2 separate regions of the Mus musculus genome follow, and region 1 is linked to region 2. Evidence: chromatin contacts called from public promoter capture Hi-C data. All regions are on one chromosome and are shown on one strand. The core of a region is the stretch at or near the end of the contact, and the rest is flanking DNA. Distances in the headings are between cores, read along the strand shown. Region 1 holds the start of Mfsd2a (major facilitator superfamily domain containing 2A). Region 2 overlaps Rlf (rearranged L-myc fusion sequence).

Region 1 (6,213 bases), core at 2,440-4,939, 1.8 Mb before region 2:
GGAGGCCAGAGTCAACATCTTGTGTTTCTCTATGGCTTTCTACCTTATTTTTTGGGATAGACTCTCTCTTCGAACTTGGAGCTTACTATTTCAACTAGATTGGCTGGCCAGCAAGTCCCTGGGATCTGCCTCCCTCTGCCTGCCTGTCCATCCTCCAGTGCAGATGTTACAGACATGAGCCACCTTGCCTTGCTTTTATATGGGTTATGGGCATACAAACTTGAGCCCTGTGTTGCACAGCAAGCTCTTTACCTACTGAGCCATCTCACCAGCCTCTATTTTTTTTTTTTTTTAAATTTTAGTCAGGATCTTACCAGGTAGCCTAAGTTACTAGTCTTTTATTTGCTTGTTCGTTTGAGACAAGATTTCTCAATGTAAACTGGGCATGGTGGCGCACACCTTTACTCCCAGTACTCAAGAGGCAGAGGCAGAGACAGAGGCAGAGGCAGAGACAGAGGCAGAGGCAGAGGCAGGCGGATTTCTGAGTTCCAGGCCAGCCTGGTCTACAAAGTGAGTTCCAGGACAGCCAGGGCTATATAGAGAAACTCAAGATTTCTCAGTGTAATAATCCTGGCTGCTCTGGAACTTACTTTGTAGACCAGGCTGGCCTCCCACTCACAGAGATCCACCTGCCTCTGCCTCTGTCTCCTAAGTGCTGGGACTAAAGGCCTACACCACCACAACTTGCTAGGCCAGCTAGTCTTGAACAATCCTTCTGCCTCAGTTTCCTAAGCGCTTGGATAGCAGGTATGCATGACTATGCCAGTTCCTGGTAAATCAAACCTGGGACTTTATGCATGCTAGACCAGTACTCTAGCAACTGAACAGTATTCCTATCCTCTCTGGGACCTTTGTGTACACTCCACTTCTCTACTTCCAGAAAGGTCAGGGGACCCAGTTGTTCTCTGGGGAGGGCCTAGCAGCAGCCTTGCTTGAATGCAGGGATGTGCAGAGCAACACAGAGGACGCACACACATTTGCCCTTAGCTGAAATCTTGAGCTAGACCCAGAAAGGGGACTGGTGGCTAGAAGGACAGACCTACTCCTGGATGAATAGCTGCGTGCCATTAGGGAGAAGTTCTTCCTCTCATGAGAAGATGGGGGCTATGAAGAAGGGGCCCATGTTTCTCCTCCAGGCTTCTGAGGCCAATAGAGCTGGCTAGGTTTCCAGAGCTTCAACCTAGTTACCTGGGCTTTGAGCCTGATGGTATGGATAGGAGGAGGTAGAAAGGAGAACTTTCAAAGGGACTAATGGAGTTACCTGGTCAGGACTGTAGGTACCTGAATAGATAGCAATCAAGTTTGTCATCAAGCTTATAAAATCAAACCCTTGTCTCTCTTCTTTTAGTTTTGGGTTTAAACATCTGTAGAACGGGGTAACAAAAACACCCTCTGTCATCAGTGTTGGAATAAGTAAATTAGATGGTATACACAAAGCAAAAGCACTGAGCACCATGCTTGCTCAGGAAACAGTGAGAATTTGGTGACTGGGGACTGTTGGGTTTATGATGCTCTGATTTGCTCATGATGATTTACTGTCTCTCGGGTTGCGTTACAGAGCTCTGTCCTGACCAGTAGGGCTAGAAGTTAGAACAAGCTGGGCCTGAATTCAGAGTGGAAGAAAATCGTGGGCAATAGAGCTAGGATTCAAAACAATGTCCACAGGCGGAAGTAAGCCAGATGTCATTATTCTGCTGAGCGCTTGGGGACACTACACAGAATAGAGGATGGTGAAGAAACCTGACTTGACCCCAAGCTCTGGTGCTAAGAATCTGAATAATTTAGCTAACCACAACCTGATGGGAACTAATCACGGGAGAGAAAGGCTCTGAAACCCAGCAGTCTTAGGCTGCATTAACAATGTGTCGTGTCCAGACTGGGGGAAATAATAGGTCTATTGTACTGGCTTGGTCAGGCCATATCTGGAATCTTGCGTTGCTACACTGACAGACTGGAATCGGGCCAGGAGGGGAACTAGCCCAGCCTCAGCTCCTGAGTCCTTGTGCGCGAAATGTTTCCTGTACAACTTCTTGTCTTATCCCCCAGACAACGCTATTAGGTAGGTCCCTATTTTGTACACAAGGAGGTTAATAAAGTTGTTCAGGAACAACTAGATAGCCCGTCCATGGAGGTGCCTGGGGTTTTTCTGAATGGGCTGGCTCCTCTGGTGCTTCAGCTCACACTCACTGTGATTTAGTGGGATATGGGAGTGAAAGAGATAGAGTTCTTATTTTCAAGGAGGGCATAATCTGGCTCGGTTATTCAGATCACTTCTGGAATGCTGCCATTCAAAGGAGTGAAGAATTTAGGGCTGGAAGAGACTGTACAGGACTCCATAGCTTCCCTCCTATAGTATGGAAGAGAGAGAGGGCAGTGTGACAGTGGGGACAACAGGCCTTCTTACAGTCTTCACTATTTCCCTTGGCTTGTTTCTGGACAGTGATGTGCCAGGGCACACAAGGGTGCTGTGGCCATTGTGGAGGAGTCAGATCTCAATAGCTCTTCCCTGCAATCTGAACTAAGAGGAGGGGAAAAAAAAAAAGCTTGACACTGAGAAACACAGGTCCTGTGTGAGCGGTCTCTGAGAGTCTAAGCAGTAACTTCACTGAAGAGGGAGAGCTGGACTTGACCCAGGCTCCTGGGGATCTGTGAAGGCTGGAGTGCCATTAGCAGAGGTGGAAGGAAAGGCAGCAAAGACCGTTCTCTGCTGGCACCTATGCCTGGCCTCTGTTTAGATGATGACGGTCCTCCCTTCTTTCAAGGACCACATTCCTCTGCATGCTCTTTCTCAAAGCTTTTCTTTTCTCTTCTCTCTTTTCTTTTCTTTTCTTTTCTTTTCTTTTCTTTTCTTTTCTTTTCTTTTCTTTTCTTTTCTTTTCTTTTCGACACAGAGGGCTGCTGGCGTCTTGTATCTCCCAGGGCTTCCTGTCTGGGAGCACAGACATAGCTCAGCCTTCTGTAATTTATGCTGAGGGGCAGAGCAGGAGAGTTATGAGTAAAGACTTTGGAACTGGACAAAACCTTTCTGGCCTGTCTGTGTCGCAACAGCTGTTCTTCTTGTGTCCCCCTTTCCTGGGTTGTAAAATGGGGATAATAATAGTACCACCCTCAGATGGCGTTCATAAGCACCCAGTGAGGTCATGTTAAGCCTGTTAGAAAGCTACCCATAAACGGCTGCTGTGGCCATGGCTCCTTCTTAGAACTTGCGAGTTCCCCTGCCTGGAAGCGGTAGCCACTGGACTTGGTAATTTTTCTGTCCCATTGAAAAAGGCCCCTACTTTTCAAAGGGAGGAAGAGGAAATTGTCGATCTTGAGACACGAGGGACATTGATAATGAAAGTTACAGCCCATGGCCTCAGGTTTGGGGGAGGGGAGAAGCCACCTGACTCCGGATTTTAAAAGGAGCTGATGGGGATTCAGAAGTCAAGGGCCACAGGCTCTACTCAGGGAAAACTCACTCTGGGGGACCTCGGACAGGTCACTTTCAGCCTGGGACTTCAGTTTCCTCGGGCGAGTCAGGTGGGTTTCTCAGCTTTGCTTAGGTAGTTAGGAGCACGCGGTGTGGGTTGCCGGCTTTGAGAACGTGGCTGAGCAGCGAGGCTCCGCCAGCCGAGATGGGCAGGCGCGTGCAGGGATTGGCTGGAGGCGCAGGCCCGAACCTTTAAGAGGCGCGGAGGGGACGTGCTAGGGAGTTTTCATCGCCGGCGTTCCTGGTTTGCTAAGTGCTAGCGAACGTAGTAGTGGCTGGGGCTGCGCCTAGGATCGGAGCCACAGGCGAGTGCCGGCCGGCAGAACACAAGAGCATCCCGGCGTCCCGGTCCCACGCGGCGTGGCCCGCGGGTCATGGCCAAAGGAGAAGGCGCCGAGAGCGGTTCCGCGGCGGGGCTGCTCCCCACCAGCATCCTCCAAGCCAGTGAACGGCCGGTCCAGGTGAAGGTGAGGTCCCGAGAGGAGGGCAAGGGGTGGTGGGCCGGCCGGGATGTGGGTATAGGGGCGTCGGAGACTAGGTCTGGCCTTGGGACACTTGGCGGTAACAGGGTACAGCGAAGCTTGAAAAAAGCAAGGAGTGCTCTGGGACCGGGAGTGATGGAGAAAGTCTGAAGCCCCTTTGCACACCCCTACAATGGGTTTGCGCCAAGAGAGGCGCCGGCAACTCTACGCGGCGTGGGGCTCTCCCCAGCGCTCTAGGTTCTACTGTGCTGAGCCACACTAGTTTCTCTCCCTAGACCTGAAGAGACCCCAGAAGTCTGAGAGTCCCTTTGGTTCTCCATCTCTCACCACCCCCCACTCTCGTGCTTTAACTCTGAGGAGGGCCACTCAAGTTCATTCATAAGAACAAGGGCTTTGCTCTTAAAGGAGCCGCATACCGAAAGCGTTTGTGTGACTGAGGGTTCACATGCACAGAGCTCCGCGTGTCTCGACATCCTCTCTCTCCGATCCGTTCTAACTCTTTGGATCTATTTAACCACACCATGAAACCATGCGGCCCCAGGAAAGGAATCTCTCACAATATAGCTAATTGGGAGGTGCTTAACTTTTCCTTTTAATTTTATTAACTGTTCTTGGAAGAAACGAGTAAGCAATTATGCTGTTACCATGTATGAGTAATCTCTACTTTCCCTGGGCAACCTCAGCCTCCCCTAGTGCTCCACCCGGAGAGGGCTGAGCCCTGCACCTGGAGCCCTTTTTACCCCTCTCCAAGGTCCCCTAGGAGCTGGAAAGGGTGCGTGTTAGGCAGATGGATGGTAGGACTGCTCAAGGGTTTGCCTGGAGCTGAAGACTCCCTACAGGGGCCCGGGAACTTTGGGACAGATTGAAAGAACAGCTGAGGATGCAGCGGGCTGGGCGCCCCCCCCCCTTCTGGTGCACTCATCCAGGACGCAGGTGGATCCTAGCTGCTGCGGGGCGTCAGGGAGGGAGCCTGGGCTGGGCTCAGGGAACTTTTGGCAGCAAGAGGATTTTCAGGTTGTGGCAGCTAGTGCCAGGTAGGGACAGGCCCATTGCTACCGCATGCTCTTTCTGGGTAACTTGGAAAGGAGCTGAGGGCCTGGGAGAAGATTTTATTTATTTATTTATTTATTTATTCATTTATTTTCTTACTTATTTGAGACAGGTTTCTCTTTGTATCCCTGGCTGACCTGGAATTAGCTCTGTAGACCAGGTTGGCCTCAGACTTTACAGATCTGCTGGGCTCTGCCTCCCAAGTGTTGGTGCCACTACACCTGATCTGGGAGATCTTTAAAGATGGAAGGTGATAGATTTCCTCAGAGTCTGGGGGTGGAGGGATAAGTCTGGGTTTAAGGGCAACTTCCTGTGGGGTTGGGGAAGTGAGATTTCCCTAGGTGGGAACTGGGCAAGGTAGAACTGTTCCTCTTGGCCGAGTTGGCTGGAGAAATAAATGTCTGTGCCTCTGGCACGTTCTAGGTTGGTGGCCAGAATCCTGGGCTTATTTTCATTCTTTCCTTCTCTTCCCAGAAGGAACCAAAAAAGAAGCAGCAACTGTCCATTTGCAACAAGCTTTGCTATGCAGTTGGAGGGGCCCCGTACCAGTTGACCGGCTGCGCACTGGGATTCTTCCTGCAGATCTACCTATTGGATGTGGCTAAGGTGAGTAACAGGAGCTCCTCGGGCTCCTTTGGTAGCCAGAGGGAACTGATGGGCTCTTGGTAGGGTCATTCAGTTTTCCCCAGTGGTAAAACAAGACCAGGACACATTCCTTGGCTGCCACTCAGGGTCACAGTGGATGGGAAGTAAGGCTTTAGGAAGTGTGCGGGAGGGGGGGGGGCGCGGTCTACCTGCCCCAGGAACCACAGCTGGCAACTCTTCCTTGCCTGGCAGGAGCAATAGAGAGCCTGGCGGAATAGGGCAGTGGCTGAGGGAGAATGGGACCCGCTAGTGACGCTGTTCTTAGAAGAGACTGGCACACCATGTCCCTGGCTGGAAGACAGTCAGCTGGCTTGGCTCAGGGTTTAGTGGGTGTTGCTGTTGCTAGGTTGATGGAAGAACTGTATCTCACCTTCACCTGAGGAGCAGCAGCTTGCTGCTGATGGCTAGGGGAAACCTGAAGGTGCAGGCAGATGTTAGTGTCCTGGGACTAGGGGGTCTCTGATGGAAAGGGCTAGTTTGGGTGAAGCAGGGCTACTGTGTGTACTTTGAGAAGCCTTGGCTGGCAGCCTGGCATCCAAAGAATTCGCCCTGTCTGGATGAGAGAGT
Region 2 (6,050 bases), core at 1,029-3,528:
ATAATTAACTGGTCAAACTGGATACCATGGGGTATATAGAATGCTAGTAAAATTGCTGAGTCTTTAAAAACTTTTATCGATTGTATTATTTTAATGAAACATGTGAATCATGTTTCTTAGAAAGTTTGGAATTGGTTCTCTCCAAATGTTTAATAAATCATGCCGAAAAAAATAGGAATGCTTAGTCTTTAAGTCATTATTTATCTTTCAGCCGCCATTCCAGATTTAACCCATGAATTCTTACTTCTACACCGAGACATCTTTCTTTGTTTATAATTGTGCATGTGTGCACACAGGTGTATACATATGAGATGTATTTTTGTGAGCATGCATTCATGGCACTCCTGTGGATGCCAGAGGATACGTTTGGATGTTAATTCTCTCTTTTACCTGGTTTCCAGGGAGCTCAGGTCACCAGGATTGTTGGCAGGTGTCTTCCCTGCTGAGCCAGCTGCAAGCTGAAGTTTCTAACTAAATGTAGGCACCTCAAAGATCGAGTTCTCTACTATATAGTAGTTTCTAAATTTAACTTTTCCCCTGTATCCTGCTCTCTTTTTGCTTCATTCTCTGTACTGTATGGACTTGACCAGCACCAGTCAGGACCTGTGCCTTCCCCAGCCTGCCTCATCCTCATCGTATTCCCCTGCCTCTCTACTCAGTTACATCGGATGGCATTTGCTCCTCTGGTCCTCTGTTATTCGTGTCCTTAATTGTATCTCTGACTACCTCAAATCTTTATCTGCTCTGTTGTATTTACCAATTAATTCATCTTTAAATCAGTTGCACTATATGCATTTCTTTAGTCTACTTACCACCCACCTTCATAGGAAATCTCTGAAACCTGCGCTTCTCCCTGTTGTCCTGTAGAAACTTAGGTACTTTGTTCCTGAATGTCTGCTCACCTCCTTTACTCTGTGTATGTGCACCTCTTGTTATTGGAGGCAGACAGTTCCTCTTCTTCACTCGTATAACAGATGTCTCTCATTCACTCTTTGCTGTCCTAGAGATAGCTGAGAGTCCTTCACTCTGTTAGAAATCTTTAGCACCTTCTTCCTCTACAGTGACTCCAGTTTCTTGTCCTGGCCTACACTGAGTTAAGTTTCAGTGTGACTTTACTGTGAAATATTTTTCTCCTCTCAGGACCTTCATATTCCTTCTTATTCGTTCTCTCCACCCCGGTCCCCAACTGAGCCTGGGTTGGCCTTGAACTCCTGGTCCATCACAGGTGTACAACACCAATCTCAGTTTTATTTAGTACTGGTGGAAATCAAGGGCAGGGCTTCATATATGCCTGGCAAACATCCTACCAACTGAGCTATATTCCCAGGTACTACCTCCCGTTCCCTTCAACTTGTGACTCTCCTGCTACCGAATCTGGCTATAGCTTCTTGGTTTTTTTTGTTTTTTTTTGTTTTTTTTTTGAAAAAGGGTCTTTCTATAGCCCCTGGCTGTCCTCTGCCTCCCCAGTACTCGAAATTAAAGGGATGGGCTACCACTCCCACCTCTGACTGACATTATATGGTTCTTTCTCTCTCTCTTTTTTTTTTTTAAGATTTATTATTATATCTAAGTACATTGTAGCTGTCTTCAGACGCACCAGAAGAGGGAGTCAGATCTCATTACGGATGGTTGTGAGCCACCATGTGGTTGCTGGGATTTGAACTCAGGACCTTCAGAAGAGCAGTCAGTGTTCTTAACCACTGAGCCATCTCTCCAGCCCCCTGACTGACATTATAATATGACATTTGACCCACAGTCTTTCTTACCAATCTGTCATCTTGATGTTTTCCCATGTCTTTTGGTTTTTTCAGGACAGGGTTTCTCTGTGTAGCCCTGGCTGTCCTGGAACTCACTTTGTAGACTAGGCTGGCCTGGGACTCAGAAATCCACCTGCCTCCCAAGTCCTGGGATTAAAGGCATGCGCCACCAACACCACCACCCAGCTTCCCCATGTCTTTTTAAGGTCTCACACACTTTGACTTCCTAGCTCTTCAGTGATTGTTCCTTCTCCTTCTGACTTTGCTTTCCTTTGGTTAAATGTTGCAGTACCCCACTGACTATTTCTGGTATTACTATTAGGGCCCTGATTGCCTTTATGACTTCCTGAGCTTTCGTTTGGTTTAAGTTTTGAGACAGGGTATTACTATTGCCCAGGCTGGTCTTAGACCAAGCTCACTGTAGCCCATGCTGGCCACCAGTTCCCAGACTCCTGCCTCCGCATCCCTAATGAGGGGTTGCAGAATATGTCACCATAGCCTGGCTTGAGCTTGCTTCTCAATGAAGCCAGAAAAGAGAGGGAGTATAGTTAGTTAAACATTTACCTAGTATTAAGCAAGGCCTCATGACTGATCCTCAGTGCAACTAAAAATAAACCCAGTGAAGTCAGTTGCCTTTCAACTATGTTCTCCATGTCAGAAGTGGAAAGATTAGTGAATACATAGCTCCCTGTAGGCTAGGCATACTCTATACTTTTTCACATTTAGTTTCACATCTCTGACAAAGTTCCTTTTTGTTGATAAAAAGTTCCAATTAAAATATGTTGGCTACCTTAATGTAATGCTGGCATTCAAATCTGGGTTTGCTATCAGTAGTACAGGATTGAAAATAGTAAGGTGATAGGAGCTTAGCTCTTAGCATGCTCATGTAGCGGCCTGAAACTCTTGGTTCAGTACTCAATACCATATAAACCAGTCATGGTGCTGCAGACTTGTAATCCAATCACTAGGGTGAGGCTGAGACAGAAAGATAAGTTCAAGGTCATTCTCTTCTACAGTAGGTTTGAAGACAGCTTGGTATACACGAGACCCCATGTAATTGTAATAATACTGAAAGACCCCCGAAGGGAGACCCTCACTCAAGCCTCGGTACAGCCGCGGACCCAAGAAGACACTGAGACCGAACTCAAAATGTTGAGGGCAAGATTTAATAAAGCAACAGCAAGAAAGCACATAGACCAGAGCTCTGGGGTCGAAACTCATACACCTAGTATGGTGTAGAGGAGAATCGACCTCGAGCCAAATTTTTCACAGGCTTATATAGGAAAAACTCAAGGGGGGAGAGCGGGGCAGGGAAAGTACAAGTTTGCATAACTAAGGGGTTCTGCCAAGGGAATTCTACGTAACTAAGGGGTCATGTCCTATTATTTGGCAATGTACCCGGTTCATTCTGAGGTTGTTCCAGGAGGCCCTTATCTCAAAAATGTTCTTGGAACAGTCTTTAGTTCGAACTCTAGGGTGAGGAGTTCAGGAATGCATTCTGGGGTGAAGAGTTCAGGAGTGTTCTGGGAACAATCTCTAGATGGGAGGGGTCGGGCTCTGGGGTGAGGAAGAGTTCAGTAATTTTTATCTTTATTCTTCAATACAATAGTAACACATTATCCTTGAGATATAGATATATACATTTACACACACACACACATATATATATACACACACATATATATACATATATATCTGATAGTTCATTTCAGATAATATGTGGGGAATCGGAGATGTCAGGATGAATACAGAAGCCTTCTGAACTGTGTGTAGTTTCGCTGATGGCCACTACATTTTACTTTCTTGAAGTAAAATCTCTTTAGTGCTTAGGTCAGGCCATTTTCTGCCCACACCCTCCAATAATTTTCCATTTTTCTCAGGTTAAATCTAAACGCCTTCATTCTATTTGCTATGGCCAATGTCTGTTTTGTTTTGTTTTGTTTTGTTTTTAAACTTTCTTAAACAACTTAATGCTCACAGCTCTTCAGCTACCTTGTTAAGGTTTAAGACACAAGCCAAGTGTGTTCTTGTCATAGAGGTTTGTGCTTACAAGTCACACTTCATGGCTACTCTCTTATCTCATAGTATCTTCCTTGTCAAAGATGCCTTCATCATGGTCCAATGTAAAGTAATGCCTTGGAGACTGCTTAGATGTATGGCTAGTAGGCAGAGGCACTGGCATTTCATCTTTGGATCTCGTGATGGAAGAGGAAAGCCAACTTCTAAATGATGTCTCTGACCTCCACATATATTCCATGCTGCACATATAACACACACACATACATAGATACACACACAAAGAAATTAAAAAGAAAATAATGCTCCATATTTTCTCTTCTACTCTGTTTTCAATAAATAGCTGCTACAATGCAGTGTTATAAAGCCAGCTCTTTATTTGAATTCTAGACCAGTGTTTGGGTCAATAGTTATTTGAAGTGGTTAAATTATCCTTTGGCTCAGTTTTTACCTCCCTGTTCTGAGAGGCTTGTCACCTACATTGTTGATGTTTAAGGTTCTTCCTACTGGATTGACTCGAGAAGCTTGTCCTTCCATCCTGACTCCCATTAATCTTTATCTTCCTACTGACTTCCTCATTTTGTTTTGTTTTTTTAAGCATTTACATACTTAGCAGTATCCTAGTGGGAAGAGTATAACCCATAACATTACATTCACAGAGTACTTGTTTTGGGGAAGATGGTCTGGTGGTGCATAGTATGTGAGTAGTGACAGTGTTGGTCATCCTTGTTTTGAGATGTGGACCTAGACAGTGAAGCAGCTATTTGGTGATGTGAACACCTGAATGTAGTTTTCCAAAACTGAGATTGTCTCAATGACTCTTAATTGAGTATAAGTATTGTGTCATAAAGAAATCAAAAACTGAACTGTTTCACATCATCTGTCTTTTCATACTTCCCACTGCAATCTTGAATATAATTACAAAAAGCATTTGCTAAACATTTGTCCCTCCTGTGCTATGTAGTAAGGCCTTCCCACCCACCCCACACACATACACCCGTCTTTAAAAATTTTTTTTGAAAGATTTATTTTTTATTTATGTGTATTTGTGTGTATGTGTGTACATGGCCAGCCAATTAGTCTAACTGGTGAGTTACCAAGCTATGAGAGATTTAGACTCACAGGAGGTTGATAGTGCTCATGAGGTTGACACCCAAAGTTGTTCTCTGGCTTCTGTGTCAAATGCACATTTTTTAAAAAGATTCAGTTCTTGCCACACCATAGATAGACACTGAACAAATATAGACTCTATAATAAGAATTCTTTGGATCTAACATGCAGTACTAGAGAGAAGCAATTGAGAAGACAAGATGGAAGATTTCAGATTTAAGGCCTGTCTTAAGAAAACAGGAGGGAAGGGTAGCACTATCGTGTGTATACATATAGATGATTGGCCTTGGATGAGGTAATACACATTTTTTAAAAGCATGTGTTTGGTTGGTTGGTTGGCTGGCTGGCTGACTGGCTGTAGTATCTGGTAAGTTCAGATACTGACCTTATACCAACTGCAGTATTTTGTGTTCAGAAAACAAATTAAGAAACAGCCATTAATCTCAGTACTTGAGACTTTGTGAGAAAAATTCAGAAGTAGCAGCAAAAGTCTAACTTTGGATTTGATTTCCTCCTCATCCTATAACTTTTCTTTAACTTTAATCATAATTTAAACCTACTTTAATTGTTATTGTATTGGGCATTGGCAAATACAGAGTTCATATAGCGTTATTTGCTAGAAACAATTATAGAAAGAAAAGTACTAAATAATATTAAGCAGCTGCTGTGTTCAATACAGAAGTAATTATGGAAACTAACCATGTAAATACCATTTACAAGCTCTGTGGAGAAGCTGGTGCCTGATTGAACCTTGAAGTAAGGTTAGATGGATAGAATGTGTTAGGAACAACTGACTTGTAATAAAAGACAGGAATTAACTTGTGCTTCCAGTAACTCACTAGTGAAGACCTTGTGTGAGCCAGAGCATGTGAGTTAAGGTCTTATAAGAAACAAGATCTGTTGGCTTGGTGAAAGGAGGTCCTCTGAAACAAATGTATTAGAGCTTAGATTGGATAAAGTTCAGACTCAGCTTTGAAGGTAACAAGTGATAAGGTATGATATTTTGGGGAAATTTGATTAAAGAATAGTGTATTAGGGTTAGGAAAAGAAATTTTGAGAAACAACAGTATTCACTGACAGGCCAGAAATAGGGACAATAAGCAAAATAGTATATGGCTTCAAAATACTCAGAATAATAGTATATGGTAGTGCACACCTATAATTCTA

What was found. Promoter capture Hi-C pulls out the DNA fragments that hold promoters and counts their contacts.
Region 1: a promoter capture Hi-C map of liver shows a contact between it and region 2, with 5 times the contacts expected there. The contact joins the promoter of Mfsd2a here to the enhancer-like site in region 2. A contact is called at or near these places in 8 of 39 promoter capture datasets (cranial neural crest, embryonic stem cells, hippocampal neurons and 5 more) and 1 of 115 datasets of contacts at active chromatin or transcription factors (astrocytes).

Annotation. Positions count from the first base shown.
Region 1 is chr4:122,958,664-122,964,876 of GRCm38.p6, reverse strand. Mfsd2a (major facilitator superfamily domain containing 2A) reads left to right here and starts at 3,689. Exons shown (of 14, transcript NM_029662.2): 1 at 3,689-3,936; 2 at 5,476-5,607. The coding sequence starts at 3,844.
Region 2 is chr4:121,164,104-121,170,153 of GRCm38.p6, reverse strand. All of the region lies in intron 5 of Rlf (rearranged L-myc fusion sequence), which reads left to right. Among named protein-coding and RNA genes, the nearest start is that of Rlf, 48 kb to the left of the region's middle. Within about 2 kb of position 2,278, at least 8 of the 459 cell types and tissues checked have an H3K27ac peak or open chromatin away from gene starts, as enhancers often do. A contact at or near this core is called in liver, where this site is marked.